Regions from separate parts of the Ovis aries genome. Here region 2 is linked to region 1. A link is a contact called in public Hi-C data. All regions are on one chromosome and are shown on one strand. Each heading gives the region's core, a stretch centred on a gene start, on an enhancer-like site or on the middle of the called end of the contact. The rest is flanking DNA. Distances are from core to core; before and after follow the strand shown. Region 1 holds the start of CARF (calcium responsive transcription factor). Region 2 holds the start of LOC101104050 (cytochrome P450 20A1).

Region 1 (2,700 bases), core at 146-2,645:
ATACGTATACACATACGGGTGTGTATATATGTATACACACACATATAACATGCATACGTATATGTGTAGATATATGTATATAAATACCCAAAATTATAACTGAATTGACCTCACACTCTTATCAAAAATCAGTTCTACCAACTCCCTATTGGGAGCTCCACCTTCTAGCGTGGTTTGGAAAAACATCATCTATCACCTACTTAAGAAAACGAAGTTCATGTTTTCAGACACCACCACTAGCCGCCAGACTCTAACGACATGGTCCGTCGTTCACTGCTCAGTTGCATAATGCACTTCATTCAGGAAGCAAACCTGAAACCCTTCAGGTCTCTCTACCCTTACAATTCAAATTATATACAGCCTGAGAAGCTAGGCAGGAACGATGGGAGAGAAGTCCTCGCAAGGTACCGCAGAAAACGCGCTGAAGCGACGAATCCAGTCAAAAAGGGAACAGGTAAATTGACGGCAAAGACAACCAGGCATGCACAAGGAAGAGGTCCTACGAAAGAATTCCGGGGGCCGGGGGCGGGGGAGGGGAGGGAGTGAGGAAGGGAGAGAGAGTACGCTCACTTACTTCTTGTTGTCAGTGAAGAAGCGTGTCTGGAGCTGAGCCATGGCGTACCTAGAGAAACGTATGAGTAACAATCAGACAATCGGCACTCTGGTCTTTCAGTACTACAAAAACGGGGATCTCAAAATGAGGCTGCACGTGTCAGAGAAAAGATGCAGTCGATCCCAGGGCTTCCGCTTTCTTTCCCCGGGCCTCAGCCAGAAGGCACCACGAGGCTGCCCTTCCTCAAGATCCAGCCCACAAACATCAACTACCTATTCCTAGAGTAGGAATCGTCGATTAGTTTTAAAGGCGTCGCGTCTCTTAAATTTTTTTTGTATTTAAAAAAATATATATATTTAAGCTTGCGATCGATTATGGAGATAGAAAGAGGCCCGTTTCAAACCGACTTCTCTCCGTTTGAAATGTTAACAGGCTATCCTTAGTCGCGATAATTCAGACACAGCTCTTAGATACTACGACTCCCAGAAAGCAGCGCTTCTCAGATGATATAGCCACTGGGAATTGTAGTCTTTTTTACCACGCTGCCCTCAGGCTATCTTCTTTGCATTAAACCTTCCCGACTCCAGGCAACGACCTATTATATTTCCTCGGCCTTCAGCTTTAATTTGCTATAGTCTTTCCGGGTTTAATTTCTCAAGCATACTCCCAATCAAGACTCAGTCTACCGAGATTTTTCTAGGGCTCCAGCTACTAGCCTCAGGCTTTAGATCCAGGTGAGAGGCGGGGATACGGGGAAAAAAAAAAAAAGAACCAATCAGGAAGGAAACACGCGACGGTGGCTGATCAGGATCTTTTCTAAAGCGGCTGCGCTGCGCGCTCCCGGTGGCCGCGGCTGCGCACTGTACTGGTCTCCATGGCGCGGCCTCGGAACCAAGACGAGGTTGAGTAGACTCGTTTTGAATTTTCTCCCCTCTGCTCCAACACTTTGTGGACTTCCCTTCTCGCCCTCTAGGGCGCTCTGCGGCGGCGGGACTGGGGAAGACGGAGGTTTGGTAGAGCTGTCTACGCCGGCGGGCGAGACGCTACCTCCCAACCCGCTCCCCCCCCCGCCCTTTCTTTCTGCTGCCTCCTCCTCCTGTCACCTCCTGACCCGCCGGGTCCCTGAGCAAGCGCCAGCCCCCGCCCCCGGGAGCCGCGGGCCTCAGTGGCGTCTTCCGGGCCCCGCCTCGGGCCGTGTTCGGGGCTCCACCTGAAGAGGCCTATTGCTCCCCTCCCCGCCCCCGCCCGGATGGGGGCCCCGGACCCGGGACAGGCAGGCTGGAGGAGATCCGAGTTAGGTGTGAGGAGGGCTGCCGAGCCTCAGTACGCACTGGCACGGAAGAGGAGGACAGGACCCCTGGGCGGGAGCGCCCACTGTGTGGTCCTTTGCGCGGCCCCGCTTTTCAGGGTTCTTTTTTCTCTTTATGACATCCTTTATACCTTCCTTAGGCTTCCCTGGTCGCTCAGAGGGTAAAGCGTCTGCCTACAATGCGGGAGACCCAGGTTCAATCCCTGGGTGGGGAAGATCCCCTGGAGAAGGAAATGGGAACCCACTCCAGTACGCTTGCCTGGAAAATTCCATGGACGGAGGAGCCTGGTAGGCTACAGTCCATGGGATCGCAGAGAGTCGGACACGACTGAGCGACTTTCACTTTTATACCTTCCTTATGGAAGGCGAAAGGCGTCCTCCCACACCTCCTCCCTGCGCTTTTTTTTTTTTTTCAACTTTTTTTGGTCTTGACATCCAGACGCCTATATCTTATTCTCAAACGGTCCAGAGAACTATTCTAATGGAATGTAGTTGTTTTTCTGAGGGAGGATGGATGGAGAGATACTATCCAGCTCTCACAGTCGCTTTTTAAGGCGTTCGCCAGAAAAGCTTCAAGAGGGAGGCTTAAAAAGACAGCATTTTAGAGTAAGGCACAACTGGATTGCAAGATTGTGGGCAAAGCGGGCCGTGTGCAAGTGTAGACAACTGAAGCGTTCCTCTATTACGTTGCTTAAAGATGTACTACAAAAGACATATGGTGTTTAAGTCAACCATAGACTATGAGAAGGAATTTGAGCAATTATAAGCGAAAAATAATCAGTTAACAGAGCGCAGTGATAATGAAACTAGGAGTATTTTCAGTTTACTCACCTTCCTA
Region 2 (2,700 bases), core at 129-2,628, 250 kb after region 1:
TATTTGGAACTAGTCTGTTGTTCCATGTCCAGTTCTAACTGTTGCTTCCTGACCTGCATACAGATTTCTCAAGAGGCAGGTCAGGTGGTCTGGTATTTCCATCTCTTTCAGAATTTTCCACAGTTTATTGTGATCCACACAGTAGGGTTCCATTAATGGACTGGAAGCACTTGACAATTATTGTGGCAAACATAGTGGTTGCAACTGTCAGCTTAGGAACACTTTTCCATATTAAATTCCTTTTAAAATAATATATATGTAGGTCTAAATATGATGTAAAGTTCTTTACACTACCCTACAACTTTAGTTGTTGCTTTAAGAGATGGTGAGGGCTGCCCTGGTGGCTCAGAGGTTAAAGCGTCTGCCTGCAATGCAGGAGACCTGGGTTCAATCCGTGGGGCAGGAAGATTCCCTGGAGAAGGAAATGGCAACCCACTCCAGTATTCTTGCCTGGAGAATCCCATGGATGGAGGAGCCTGGTGGGCTACAGTCCATGGGGTTGCAAAGAGCGACTTCACTTTCACTTTAAGAGATGGTGAGAATCATAAGTGATACAATTGTTACCATAAATTTAAACTGTTTTACAATATTTGCTGTAATAACAATGGTACCATATGTAACAACTCCATTACAGTTGAACATCATAGATAAGTCAGTTCATTTCTGAAGCTAAATATTAACTATAAATTTCTATCGATAATTCCAATTGCTACCGCCTGGAATTTTGCTAAGAGCGAAATTTCTTCAATTTGGAAGTATTAAAGAAAATCCCATATATTAATTATATGACTCAATAAACCTGAAAAGATTGTTTTAAAATAATCTATCAAATCTTTTCAAGGACCACAATGACTGGGAACAGGATAATTTGGCATTTCTGGCAAGAGAAGACAAATGATGTCAAAATCTTGATGATAAAAATATAGAGATCATGCTGAAATAAAGGGAAGACATATTTCATGAAGTAAATACATAATAATTGTGAATCATGTGTCCATTTATTTGATTCAAAAATCACTAGACTGTGGTAGAAAATCCAGACGTGCAACAACAAAGATTAACTTGAGCTGTTTTTATTTTGATATATGCATTTTAAACCCACTTGGAAAACGATAACTCCTAACGTTTTCTAGAAGTCGGGGTCCCTCTTCCTTCAGCAACTGGGTCCGGGAGTCGTGGGCGTGCTCGGAATCGAATCCGCCGGAACCGCGCCTCGGTCTCCCTGTTTCTCGCCGCCAGACCGCAGGGCTGACCACGGCACGCCCCCAGCGGCCCAGGCCACGCCCCCGGCGGCCCAGGCCACGCCCGGGCGACCTATCCGCTCGCAAGTCCCGCGGGCGCCCCGGCCCACCCCTCTGTCCCTCTGGTGCGCCAGGCTGAGACGCCGCAGAGGAGCGCGGAGCTGAGACGTGGTTCCCGGGCTGAGGCACCATGTTGGACTTCGCGATCTTCGCTGTTACCTTCCTGCTGGCGTTGGTGGGAGCGGTGCTCTACCTCTACCCGGTAACCGCCATCCCGGCCCTCACGGGCTCAGGCCGCCGCCCGCATCCACGTCGCGCAGCCCGCAGCGGGCCGCAGGGAACGGGCCCCGGGGGAGGGCTCCAGCTCCCGCCGCCACTCTGCCCCGCTCCCGGAGCACGTGACGCCTCGCAGGCGCGCGCGGCCGGCGCTGAAGACAGCAGGGCAGGAGGCTCGACCACCCTCGGACGCCGAGAGACGCACGGACGGAGGCTCGGCGGAGCGGGCGCGGCCGCAGGGGCCTGAGGGCTGGTTGGCGGGTCCGGCCTCCGTGTCCTCGCCGCGCCGCTGTGGAGGGCGGGGCCGAAGTGCTTCGGTGGCTTTCGAGCAGTGACTGTGCCCACCCCACTTCCATTTTCTAGTGTGTCTGAGAGGAAACTCCAGGCTGCTCGTCGCCTTTATCCATTCCCAAGGATTTTCCCCTAGTGTTTCTTTTGTCGCCTGCTTTTCCGTCTGCCTTTCGACTTTCATTCCTGAAATCTAAAGTCCTTAAGGTCCGGACCGGGTCTTGTTCCTCTTGGGCCTCACATGCTAAAGGGGTCGTGGAAGGAGCATACAGCCAAGTGCTGTATCTCTAATCTCCTTCTGACCTTTCTCTGCTTACCTTCTTCAGCCTCAAAAGATGCTTCTGAAAACAAAGAAGCTAACGGATGAGGAATCATCTACAAAGCAAGGTGGTGGTTTTGTAGAAAAATTTGTAAAGCAACAGAATACTGGCAAGCACATCCCTGATATTGACAGAACACCTTAAATATTCTTGCTGGTAAATGAATTTGATTGGAATGTTAGAACTACCCTATCTGGAACTTTCAGTGTTTTTTTATTTTATGAGAAATAGCCTTCTAGGTCAGAAGAGTGAGGGAGTAGAGATTTCCAGACAACTCATTTGAAATTCATGAAAGTAAAATAAGACTAGGCAGCAAGCTGTGTGTTCCTCAGCTGTTTTCCTTCAACTATGTGGCATCAGGGCAGTTGACAGAATGTTGGATTTAATTAGGGTTTGTGTTTTGCTAGGTACTTTTGAGCAAAGGAAACAGGGCAAGAGAGTGATTAAAAGGCACAATGGAATCTGAGCTGGATGGCTGGAAAAGGAGTATAGGAGTAATTGGGTTAACAGTCTGTTTGGGGTAAAAATAGTTTTTGGAGTCAAGATATTAAAAATAGAAGGAGAAATAGGAGGTG

The links. Hi-C and Micro-C count contacts between places; a contact is called where the count stands out from the background.
Region 2: a contact with region 1 is called in a Hi-C map of muscle, with 5 times the contacts expected there. The contact joins the promoter of LOC101104050 here to the promoter of CARF in region 1. A contact is called at or near these places in 2 of 16 Hi-C or Micro-C datasets (muscle and skin fibroblasts).

The regions. Positions count from the first base shown.
Region 1 is chr2:205,020,017-205,022,716 of ARS-UI_Ramb_v3.0, forward strand. CARF (calcium responsive transcription factor) reads left to right here and starts at 1,396. Exons shown (of 20, transcript XR_009599398.1): 1 at 1,396-1,454. WDR12 (WD repeat domain 12) reads right to left here and starts at 1,294. Exons shown (of 14, transcript XM_060410275.1): 1 at 1,240-1,294; 2 at 575-622. The coding sequence starts at 615.
Region 2 is chr2:205,269,830-205,272,529 of ARS-UI_Ramb_v3.0, forward strand. LOC101104050 (cytochrome P450 20A1) reads left to right here and starts at 1,379. Exons shown (of 14, transcript XM_060410272.1): 1 at 1,379-1,503; 2 at 2,132-2,192. The coding sequence starts at 2,169.